Linked DNA regions of Gossypium hirsutum: region 2 is linked to region 1. The links are chromatin contacts, called in public Hi-C maps. All regions are on one chromosome and are shown on one strand. Each heading gives the region's core, a stretch centred on a gene start, on an enhancer-like site or on the middle of the called end of the contact. The rest is flanking DNA. Distances are from core to core; before and after follow the strand shown. Region 1 holds the start of LOC107919373 (CBL-interacting serine/threonine-protein kinase 9-like). Region 2 holds the start of LOC107923340 (protein IQ-DOMAIN 1).

Region 1 (6,003 bases), core at 2,086-4,585:
CTTAACCCTAAAAAACGGAGCAAAACGCGTCCTTGGGGGAGGATTTTGTTGACATGTCACCTGACATCGCGCTGATGAGGACGCGCTTTTAAAAAATTTGGCCCTTTTTAGTAAATAATAAAAAAATTAACTCATTTCTATAAATATTAAAAAAAAACTTTTTCTTATAAATTACACTTAAAAATGGGTTAAATGGCCACACGGCAGTTTCACATGTCAACTTTCTATTAAACTGCCATTGGTGGTTTCATAAAAGGCTAACATTTGATAATCTTATCTTTTCTAGGAAAAAAAAATTGAAGTGTCATACATGTTCTATGCATGTTGAATCGGTTCTCTAACGTAGTAGGAGAAAAAAAATCCTCCCTTTTTAAATAATTTAAAAATCACTTTATTTTTTTTAAATAAGTATTTAATTTATTATATTTTAAAATAAAATGATTTATACTATTTATTAAGTGTTTTAATGAGTTGGTGATTAAGGAAATTAAAAAAATACCTTTTCATAATTAAAATAAGTCATATTATTCGAGAATATTTTAGTCTTTTTATTTTCACAAAACTAAAAAAGATATGCATATAATGGAAATTGAAATAATAAAACATTAAAATTACCATTTAATCAAAGTTTCATTTTGATGTATTTTATATATACTTGTTTTAATATGCATAATTTATTATTTCCATCAATTGTATATATTTATTTATTTTTATTCTAATTGTATATATTTATTTTGTTAGTTGAATCGGTATCATAAATCAACTCGATACTAACTCACGTTTAATGATAATGTCAGGATAAATAATTGTAATATATTTAGTATTATTAATACGATATATTTGTATTTTAATTTTATGTGTTATTATAATTAGTTAGTTTAAATTTATATGTTTTATTATTTATAATAAATTATTTTAAATATATATCTATGTTTAAAATCCGTAGTTTACACGTCTAATAGGATTTGTATTACTAATAATTGATGAAAACTAAAGGAAGTAAAATAGTGGTTCCCACATGATGAAGTCGTTAGAGACGTTGAATAGGAAGATAAGGCAATGGTATGGTATAAAAGAGAGTTCCATTGGCTGATTTATGGAGAATACTAATAACAATCATGATGGCGATGACGATCACCAGTCTTGCTCGGTTGGTTTGTGGATTGAAGAGTTCCATTGGTCCACGTGTTACAAATGCATTAAGGTCAGGCACAATGATTTTTTCCCACTCAAAATTTCATAAAAATATTTATTTTAATTTTTTTATTTGATTTTTTTCTCTTTTAGTTTTGAATATGGATTTTTATTAAATAGAAAAATTAATATTAATTTTTCTAATGTTGGCATATACATAAATTGTCAAGTAGATAATAACATATTAATGTTTAATAAAATTTAAAATATAATAAAATATTTACTATAAATTTCATACTTTTTAAATAATTTTAATGGTTTTTAATTTTTAATTTTTTATAATAATATTGAAAATTTAAATTTTAAAAAACTAATTAAATAATGATATGTCATCCACACGATAATCTATATATATGCCACTTTAAGGGGCAAAGTTAGAAATTTTTTAAGGGGCTGAAATTAAATTGTAATTTTTACTATAGTAAAAATATAATTTCACTATTTTTATAGCCTATATCTTTATAATTTTTAAAGAATTAAATCAAATTTTATCATTTTTTGGGGGCCAAAGTGTAATTTTACCTTTACTAATTTAAAATTTTAAAAAATTTAAAGAGTCTAAATAGAAAGTTTTCCATTTTAGGGAGATCAGGTCTACTAGCCCCCTAGTTTCGCCCCAGACCACTTCATCAAAATTTTAAAAAATCGAGTTTTGTTCAACCCTAAACATAAATTGTTTCTATCTTCAACTTTAAAATTCTTAAATAGGGACATCATCAGTTCATTTTATCATGAACCTTAATTCTCTTCAACAGAGTAACAAATTATATTAAAATATTTTACCCTTTGAGAGACTTGAATCCCCAGAAGGTTTCCAGTAAATATTTTGAATAGAAATTTTAAAATATAAGAGAAGAGATGAAGAATTGGTGTCAATGGGAGCAGTACAGATGAAAGGAATCAGCTGGGTCTCAAACCTTAATATTTGTTCTAACTTTCCTGCTAGTTAAAGAGGGGGAGTCAATGAGAAACAGGAAGAAACGGTACCTTTTCTCTTTACTACATTATTTAATTCAAATAAAATATTTTTAAATAATATATATTTCTAAAAATAATTTCTTCAAATTTGTGTTCTGAAAATTTTAAAAATGTTATTGTGTGAACAATTTTTTGTTCAACTAAAAACATTCACATTTGCATACTTCAGATAAAAAAATTTAAGTATTTGAGAAAAATAATTATTAAATTGGGAATTAAGTCAAAATAATATTTCAAATTGGATAAAAATGGAAAAATATTAATTTTTCTCAATTTAGAATTATAAATAAATAAAATACTTTTTAGAGTAAACCATAACAATAGTCACTTTTGTTTGCCTCAAATTACATTTTAATTATTTATGTTTGAAATATTATGTTTTAGTCATTTACGTTATCATTTTGTTATGAAGTAGTCATTCCATTGTTAGGCTCTATTACTTCCCTAACGGCAATCCTACATGGCAGCCCAAATGAGTTTTAAATACCAACTTGGATAAGAATAATTTTTTCAGTCAAAATAGAAAAGAAAACTAAAAGAAAAAAGAGACGAACGATTTTTCTTTTTCAGTTCAAGGTGTAATTAATTTAAATTTTTTAATTAATTAAATTTATTTAATTAAAAATCTATTCTCATCTCACTTGGAGTTGATACTTAAAATTCATTTAGACTACCATGTAATATCGTCGTTAGGGAGGTAATGAAACTTAACGATAGAATGACTATTTTGTAACAAAATAATAATATAAGTAATTAAAATATAACATTTCAAATATAAATAACTAATATATGATCCGAAAAAAAGAGAGAGTATTTTTTATAGTTTATTCTACTTTTTAAAATATGGAAAACGAGACAAGTAATAAAGCAAAAAAATAAATCCACTCCAACACGAAACTCGTTAACCCACGTGTTTTGTTTCCTTTTAAAGAAAGAAATGATGGGAGGGGATAATTGTCTTTTGCCCCATTCTACGTAAATTCGTTAAATTTAATAGACAAGATCAGAAGGGTTAAGTTAGTAAATTCAAAAAGGCAGCCACGGAAGGAACAACTATGTTTCCGGATCCACGTCATTATCCTCTGGGCCCCACATTTCCCGCTCACCAATATAATCCCTCTAATGCCTCGATATCTATAATTCCATGCTTCCCTTCAAATCATTCCTGCCACTCCTTCGCCGTTGCCTCCGCCGTTTTCTTCCCCCTCACCACCACATTTCCGCTCTTTTTCTCTCTCTCGTCAATTCTCCCCACGCCAAAGAACCCCCCTAAAAAAGGGGAAATCTGTACGGATTGTTTAAGGCAGGACAATGAGCACGAAGAAGAGTAGTAATAATACCGCGGGGCAGGTACGGACGATGAGGACACGTGTGGGGAAGTACGAACTGGGAAGAACGTTGGGTGAGTGGAGCTCTGCGAAGGTTAAATTCGCTAAAAATGTGGAGATCGGCGAGTGTGTCGCCATTAAAATCCTAGACCGTGAACAAGTCCTCCGTCGCCGGATTGTCGAACAGGTAAAAATATAATCTTTGCATGTATATGGAAAACCACATAGATGTTTGCCGGTCGTCAATAAAATGTGGGTCTTACGTCTACTCATTTCAAAAAGTTGGACCATTGCTATGATCCTCCACGTAAAATGCATGGACCAGTGACTTTTTATTTGGATTTAATATAATTTTTAGCCCCTTTGCAATTAGGTCCTAATTGGTTCCTATATAGTTTTTGGTTTATTTTGATGCTTGAACTTAAAAATGATGATATAACACATCATTTAGGTGATAATGTGGTCTAACTTAGAGTGTCATGTCATTAAATTTTAGTTGAATTCGAATTTAAGGATAAAAATGAACTTAATTATAAGTTTAGGTAATAAAATGGAAAAAAAGTACAAATACTAATATGGACTTGCTTACTAAGTCTAAAGGGTCAAAATTTATATTAACCCTTTGTTAATTGATATAAGAATATGTGTTGATATTTATAATTAAATTATAAATTTTTAAAGATTAAAAGTATAATTTTATTTTATATCTTTTTTAAGTTAAATAAAATTTTTATATTTTTGGGTTTAAAGTTCAAACTTCTATTCATAATTAATGAGCGGCTAAATAGTAATTTTTTATTTCAGAGAAATCAAGGTATTTTGGAGGGATTAAAGCTCTTACTTGACCTGTCATATTGAATTATGAGTAAATTTAAAACCGAATCGAATTAGAGAATATCCTAAACAAAAATAAGCTTTCCCAAAACTATTTGATCTATTTACGAAATACAAATCTAAAATTTTGATTCTTTTAAGATAATCTTGGGAATAAAATTAATCCCATATTTTATTGCATTCAAGATGTTTTATTTTCCTTTTTGCTTGAATGGGTGCTTTTATTTGGAACAGATAAAAAGGGAAATATCAATAATGAAGCTCATCAAGCATCCCAATGTAATCAAAATATACGAGGTAAATAATCTTAATCCCTAGAACATAGATGTAAGATTATTACTGATAAGATTATATTATATTATTTTAATTTTTATTGTTTAAATCCATAGGTTACGGCAAGCAAGACAAAGATTTATATAGTGATCGAATATATTGATGGTGGAGAGCTTTTTGACAAAATTGTAAGCATTTTGTCGTTAATTTATAGCATCCACTAGTGGGAAAAATTATTTTTTTATTAATTACTTTATTAAATGGGTGTTATAAATTAATCAATTCAATTAAGTAATTATTAAAATATTATTATACGAAGTAAATTATATCATTTTAAAGATATTTTTTTTATATGTGTCATATAAAAGATAAAAAACATACACATATAATTTGTAACGACCTCTAACCCCATACCGTCGTTGGAATAGGGTTATGAGACATTACCAATCAGTACAGTACAATACAGACATTAATTAAATATAAACGTTCAGACTCATCATAATTTTAAGATGACGTCCCTTTAATGGGCTCTCGCGTCCAATATGAACAGTAAAATCAATTCGGGACTAAATGAGAATTACTACGAATTTTTCTTTCAAATTTCAAATTCATACTATATACCATTGCCAATCATAATTTACTTATTTTATCAATACTTTCACAACCTAAATGACTCTCATAAGACATCCTAGGTACATGCCATTACCAATACTCAACATGCTTTACCTCATCGAGTTCGGGATCGGCCTGGGATGCTGATTTAATGATCTAGCCTTAACTTAACCTGCGCACGGAAACAAACCGTACGCTGAGTATACACTTAGTGGTATTTCTATAATCTGAACACTTAAACAATTATAAAACATATTAATTTATATATATTGAACTATTCAAACTCAATGAGTATTCAAACATTCACTTTCCAACCAATGTTTTGGTCTACTTTAAATTCAAAATCATTTATTATTTTTCAATAGCAATTAATCAATCAGTAATATTCATTAACGATCAGTCAATCAGAACAATTATTTTTTTAGTAATAGTCAGTTATTCAGTATCAATCAATTGATCGGTTATCCAGTAACAGTCAATTATTCAGTAAAAATCAAATATACAGTAACAATTAAATTATTCAGTAACAGTTGATCTTTCCAGTTCCTTTATTTACCCCTATTAACATGACTCGGACCTAGACGGATACACGGATCCAACCAACACACCAGTACGGCACATAGTGCCTCATCGACCGAAGCTGGAACAGTAACAGTAACAGTAACAGTAACAGTAACAGTAACAGTAACAGTACGGTACACAAAGTACCTCATCGGAATAAATCCGGAACAGTAACAGTAACGGTAACAGTAACAATATCCGACACACAAAGTGCCGAATAGGT
Region 2 (6,003 bases), core at 2,393-4,892, 370 kb after region 1:
TGGATCGAATTGAAAAAAAAAACTCAATATTGTTAAATAAAACTATAAAAGTTTAAACTTTGTGAGTGATTAAAAAATTGTTTCACGGTTGGCTTATACTTTAAATTTAATTTGAATTTTAAGAATGTTTGTAACAGGAGTAATATATTTTTTTATTCTTGAATTTGGTAAATATGTTAGATTTTGATATATGCATTTTTTTTTTCATTTTGACATTTGAACTTGGATTAATATGTAAAGACTTAATGATGATATAACAGTTCGAACAAAGGAGTTAAACCTATTGACTCAAAAACTACATGAAATTGGTAAAATAAAAAAAATCAGAATAAAAATTGACAATTAAACAAGTAGAACCGATTTAATAAATTTTTATATTTTTAATTTTTTATGAAATTTTAATTATTGTTAATTAAACAATGAGACTGATTGGATCAGAAATTGATAGTCTAACCTATTCAATTACAAATACAATTATTAAAATATTAAATATAACACACATAAATTTTGATGTGGTATAATTTCATAATGTAACACTATCAAATTTTTAATTTTTAAAATTTAAAATTACAATAAACTTAATTATCAAATTGAAATTCAAGTAATAAAACGAAAAATATTAATTTTTGTTCACATGTAGAAAGAGAAAGCTACAACTCCCAAGTTACAAAGGCATCTACAGATCAGAAACCCAAGACCATATGAAAGACCTGCAAAAGATAAAAGACTGGCAATGGGTGCAATCATATCTTAACATATAAAACATCCCCAAAGAAGTCTTTTTATCTCACAACCCGAAACCCCATTGAAAATCATTTCCCCTTCATTATTATTATTATGAATTTCTGTGAAAGATAAGACCGGCAATGACCAATAAGGATCAATGGCATCAAAAACAAAAAAAATTAAAAGAAAAAACATACCACATGCCCTGTTTCAGTTTCCTCTTCATTATTGAGATCATGTTCAGCCTACCCCCTCTTTAATGGACATGATAAAAGGTAATAAAAAGTAGCTATCATCTTAGCCCACCAACAGCATCTCTACTGGCTCCTGCCCTATCTTTAACATCTATCATTGTTTATAAAGCAATTGTGCCACCTGAATAAGACTAATTTCAAACAGTAAAACAGATGAAAACGATAAAATTATCCTTATTTTGAATCCAAATAAAGATGGGAAATTTTGAGCAATATCTTCATGGGAGTGGAAACTTACCAGACTTGAATACCATACATCGAAAAGATGATAAGCTTTAATATATTAAAAAGTTATGACAAAACAGAATTACAGAGTTACTTTATAGTATTAGACACTCAATTTGGTTATGAATCTCATGAAAGATCCCAGTGAGGAAGGGTTCATCGCAGTTGCCTCACTTATAAAGCTTCAATTTCAACCAAGAATTGGTAAAATCAACAATGGAAACACACTATAAAACTAGTAAAAACCAACAGCTACATTGATGGGATCACCTCAACCACCTTCTTAGATCACTAGTTGAAGATGGTGACATTTCACCACCAAGGCTCTCAGTACAACAAGATGAATAGTTAGATTGTCGTTCCAATCCGAATTGCGATCCGCTTACACTTTTAAAACTCGGGCTCCTCAAGCTATGACCATAACCTCCATACCCCATCCCAATACCGTATGGTTCCGGGATGGGAAACGATAGCCTTTTCCTTGCTGAACTGATTCGGTCCCTCTCTGGTGTCGATGGCCTCTGTCTTGGTGCACTTTGAGACCTAATCCTAGCCTTTGCAGACTCTGTTGCTGCCATGTAATTAGGCAATGTAATAGCATTGTTTATACTAGTACTAGCTTGAGTACTAACCCTGCCTGTGTAATAATAATTGGACCTTAAACTTGGTGTTTGTGATGATGAAAACGAGGTTCGGTCTTCCCTAACGCAACGAGGGCTCGCAGACCGTACTTGAACCGGACGTGTTTTCGATGGAGAGGGTGTAATTGGAGAAGGGTGGAAAGCTTGTGCATTGTGTTGAGCCCTATGGAGAGGTGAACTAGGCCTTTGGTGATAATGGTTTGAATTTGTTCTTCTATAATTTGGTGCTACATATGAATAAGGCTGTGAAGTGTCCATTTCAACAGTTTTGACATTATCTCTTTGATCCATTGAAGCTCTTCCTCTGTTATCCCATGGTTTAGCAGGCATCCAACGATCAAGCCACTCATCTTGTCCCCCATTGATGGACTCCTTCGAGCTCTCCTCATCTATTTTACGGTCAAATTGGTTTATATGAATCATTACAATATGATACAACAAGACATGGTTAAAGACAGAACATGAACCTGTTGTGACAGTGCTTGTGACAAGCTCTTTTCACGTTTCAAAGCAGCTTCTTTCCTATGTTGTAACATAGCTTTCACTTCTTCAACTGTGTGTGGCCTTTCGTCCCAATCATCTGCTATGCTACTTCCTCCTCTCGACTAGAACACACACAGACATAAAGACAAGGCAAATAAGAAGCTGAATCTTTAAACCACACATAAAGTCATAAACAAAAGGCTTAAAACACTTACTAATGATCTTCTATCCGATATATCTTGAAGATACCGTGATTCCCAGGTGTCGCTAAATGCTGATTTCCGGCTGCAACCATCGTGCGAGAGCCTCATTCTTTGGTCTAAAACACGAGACTGAACTTTAACCAGTGCTTGCATGCAACGAAGCGTCATCTTGGCTTGCTTTCTCACGTTGTGACCTCTCACTAAAGCTTGTAACTTCACTAGCCCTTTTAACGCACGTAGAGCTCTCCTGGCCTTCATTATCACCACCACAAAATCAACACTAAACCCCCATTTTTTCTCATGCAAAAAACAACAATTTTCAAAGGCAAAATTTTTTTCTTACCAGGTAGCCTCTAAAAGCTGTCTGAATAACAATAGCAGCAAAGTGATGTTTCCTGCCATAACTAGGTTTAGTCAACCGAGCAGCTTGTAAAGCTGCTTCTGCAGTCGCCACCGCAGCTTCAGCTTCCGCTGCTTTAGCCACCGCCACAGCAATAGCATGCCTTTTCTCCGCTGCTGCCGTACTTGCACCACCACCACCACCACCATTATTACCTACACTCTTCACAGGACTTGTATCTTGTTTCCTAAAGATCCACCTCCGTTTATCTCTCTTCTATATAAAAAAAATAAAAAATCAAAGGCTTTTCTTTTTATATTCATAAACAGCCATTAAAATAGATTGAAACACTTACCTTTTCATCATCATGGGTATCTTTAGTAGGAGATCTAAAAGCCCTTTTCACAGCAGTCAACCATGAAGTCCCTCCTTTCTTCCCCATTCAAAAGGATAGGGTTAAACCAAGCTGCATTTACAGCTAAAAGAAGCTTTGAAGAAGGAGCCAAGACACCAACACTGTGAAGATAAAAAAGATTCTGATTGTAATATGGATTCTTGTTAAATTGCCAGAGAAAGACATACAGGACAAGATAATTTAATGATATATATATTTCCTCAAGAGAGAGATACAATGAAAGGGAAAACAACGAAAGTGAACAGCTTAGATTTCAATATATCCAAGCTTGGGTGAACTTTCGAGCACATTGAGACATCGATGGTGGTGGTGTCAGAGTGTAGTACGTTAACATTTTTTTTTCAATGTTATTGAATTTTATAGGTTTAATTCTGAATTTTGTATTCTTATTTTACGAAATTTTAAAAATTGGTCTTTTATTTTAACTTTCCAGAATTTTATTTTTATTTTTGAGAAGTTAGTTTAATTTAATATTCTTATTTATTATTCACTTCAAAATCAAGAGTTTATCAATTTGTATATATTAAATTTGTAAAAGTAACTACTTCCATAATTTATATGCAATAAAGAAAAAAAAAGGTAAACCACAACATTAGTCACTAAATTATGAATAACTTTTTGTTTTGGTAACTTAATAAAAGAAAGCTACAATTTGGTCATTAAATTACTTAAAAGTTTTCATTTAAGTTACTGAGTTGTTAATATTTTTTTTTAAAGTTCCGCCAGAGAGTTTCAAGCTGCAGTTTAATGATTGGTATAATGGATCAGTATTTATCTAAGAATCGAAGAAAATACCTTTAGATCCGTCAATCTAACGGTCAGTGTCGAAGATTGGAGAAAAAAGCTGTTTGAATTTTGGTTCGCAAATTCTTAACGTCCAAAATTGTTTCATAAAAAAAAAGAATTATAGAAGAGAAAGGAAAAGAGAGCTTTCGATTAATGCAAGTAGTGTGAACAGAAAAAGCGATATAGCATCGTATTTAACAACTCAGTGACTTAAATGAAAATTATTTGATATTTGAGTTTAGTTTAAATGTTTAATTTGACATGTTAATTTTTTATCTTAATTTGGTACTTGAGTTTGGTTTTAATGCTCATTTTGGTACCTAAATTTTTTCAATTTAATACTTAAGTTTTTTTTATCTAATTAAGTACCCAAATTTAACTTTAATATTTAATTTGACATCTAAACTCTTTTTATGCTAATTAAGAATTTATATTTTCTTAACAAAACATATGTATCAAATATTTATTAAATCACATGGCATCATTTTATCTTAATACAAAATTATACATGAAATTTAATATAAAACTAAACTTAAATACCGAAAGGGTATTTTGTGTTATGAGGTTTTCTTTTGGGGGGTAATAATAAATAATAAAGTTTAATACTAAATTAAAGGGAACATGAGGAACAGAGAGTAGTGGACGTGCTGTGGACGAGGTGAGATATCGAGAAACGTTGAAAGGCAAAGGCCATGAAAAGAAAAAAAGGGAAACCCACGTTGAGTTTTGCACATCAACCAATGGCTAAAGTCTCCTTTTTTTCTTTTCTTTTTTTTTTCAAAACAAAGTTTTTTTAATAAAAAAATAATCACTTTCAAATAAAATATCGGTTTAGATAATATAAATGTAGAAAAAAGATGTTTGGGTTTATTTAAATTTTGACACATAAGATTGAATTTTGGCATTTGTATATTAACTAAGTCCATTTTTATATATGATGTTAGATTTTGATAAGAATGGATAATGCGACATTTTAAAATTATGATATTTTCAATTTATAATATGGTATGATTACAATATTAAACTTTTATATTTTTTAAATTTAGTGATTAAAATATATCTAATTGTTAAGTTTATATATTAAAGTTGTTGTTATTGTAACATATAAAGCATGAGTTTAAGTATACTTTTGTGCTTATTATCTTTTGATTTTAGGGTGTGAATGAGTTATAGATAATTAAAAGAATTAAGTAGAAAAAATACTAAAAACGATATTAAAATTAAGACAAAAAAATTATATTAAGAAAGTTTTGTTCTGTTTAAATGTATGATTCGACTCTACTTGAGAATTAGGTAAAATTAATTGATTTAATGCAAAAAAAAATCTAAAAAAAATATATTCATCTTTATTAAGAATTCATTAAGCTGATAGCTACTCTAAAATAAAAGTGGAAGCTTTTGTTCTGGTATTGTCCTTTACCCCTTTTTCCTTTAGGTTCTTAAAAAATTGATATAAACTGGACACCTCTCGTGGTGTCACGTGGTAGGAGCTGATGAATAGTGACTAATAACTAATGATCAAAGCAGTGGGAAAAAAAATATCAGGTGGATTATGGAGCACGGTGGTCCTATTTCCTTCCATTGATTTTAAATTGAAAGTGACATTTGAATCAGAAGATGATGAAAAAGTAGTAAATCAAGTGGTCCAAAAAGGACTTGAGGGAGTTGGGAAAATGTACCTTCACATAGTCTCAGTGAGTCTCAGAGTCAGTCAGGTATTGAATCTATAAAACATACCCCCAAACATTTTTGATTTTATGTCAAAGACCAGTCAAAGTCTTTCAGAGATGTAAGTAATAATAATTAAATCAGGGGAAGAAGAAGAAGCAGCCAGATTTACATACAGCTAATATGAAATATTTAAAGGAGCTCAAGAAAACATTCCCATGGAGTGAAAGATCGTTTGTTTTTTTTTTTCTCTAATAAATTT

Evidence for each region. A called contact is a pair of places that touch in the nucleus more often than the background predicts.
Region 2: a contact with region 1 is called in a Hi-C map of leaf, with 2.4 times the contacts expected there. The contact joins the promoter of LOC107923340 here to the promoter of LOC107919373 in region 1. A contact is called at or near these places in 3 of 34 Hi-C or Micro-C datasets (callus and leaf).

The regions. Positions count from the first base shown.
Region 1 is chrA12:82,334,759-82,340,761 of Gossypium_hirsutum_v2.1, forward strand. It overlaps LOC107919373 (CBL-interacting serine/threonine-protein kinase 9-like), which reads left to right and starts at 3,336. Exons shown (of 9, transcript XM_041082849.1): 1 at 3,336-3,687; 2 at 4,569-4,631; 3 at 4,724-4,795. The coding sequence starts at 3,484.
Region 2 is chrA12:82,699,644-82,705,646 of Gossypium_hirsutum_v2.1, forward strand. LOC107923340 (protein IQ-DOMAIN 1) reads right to left here and starts at 3,643. Exons shown (of 5, transcript XM_041082851.1): 1 at 3,228-3,643; 2 at 2,876-3,148; 3 at 2,545-2,784; 4 at 2,286-2,451; 5 at 1,238-2,235. The coding sequence starts at 3,314. The coding sequence ends at 1,472.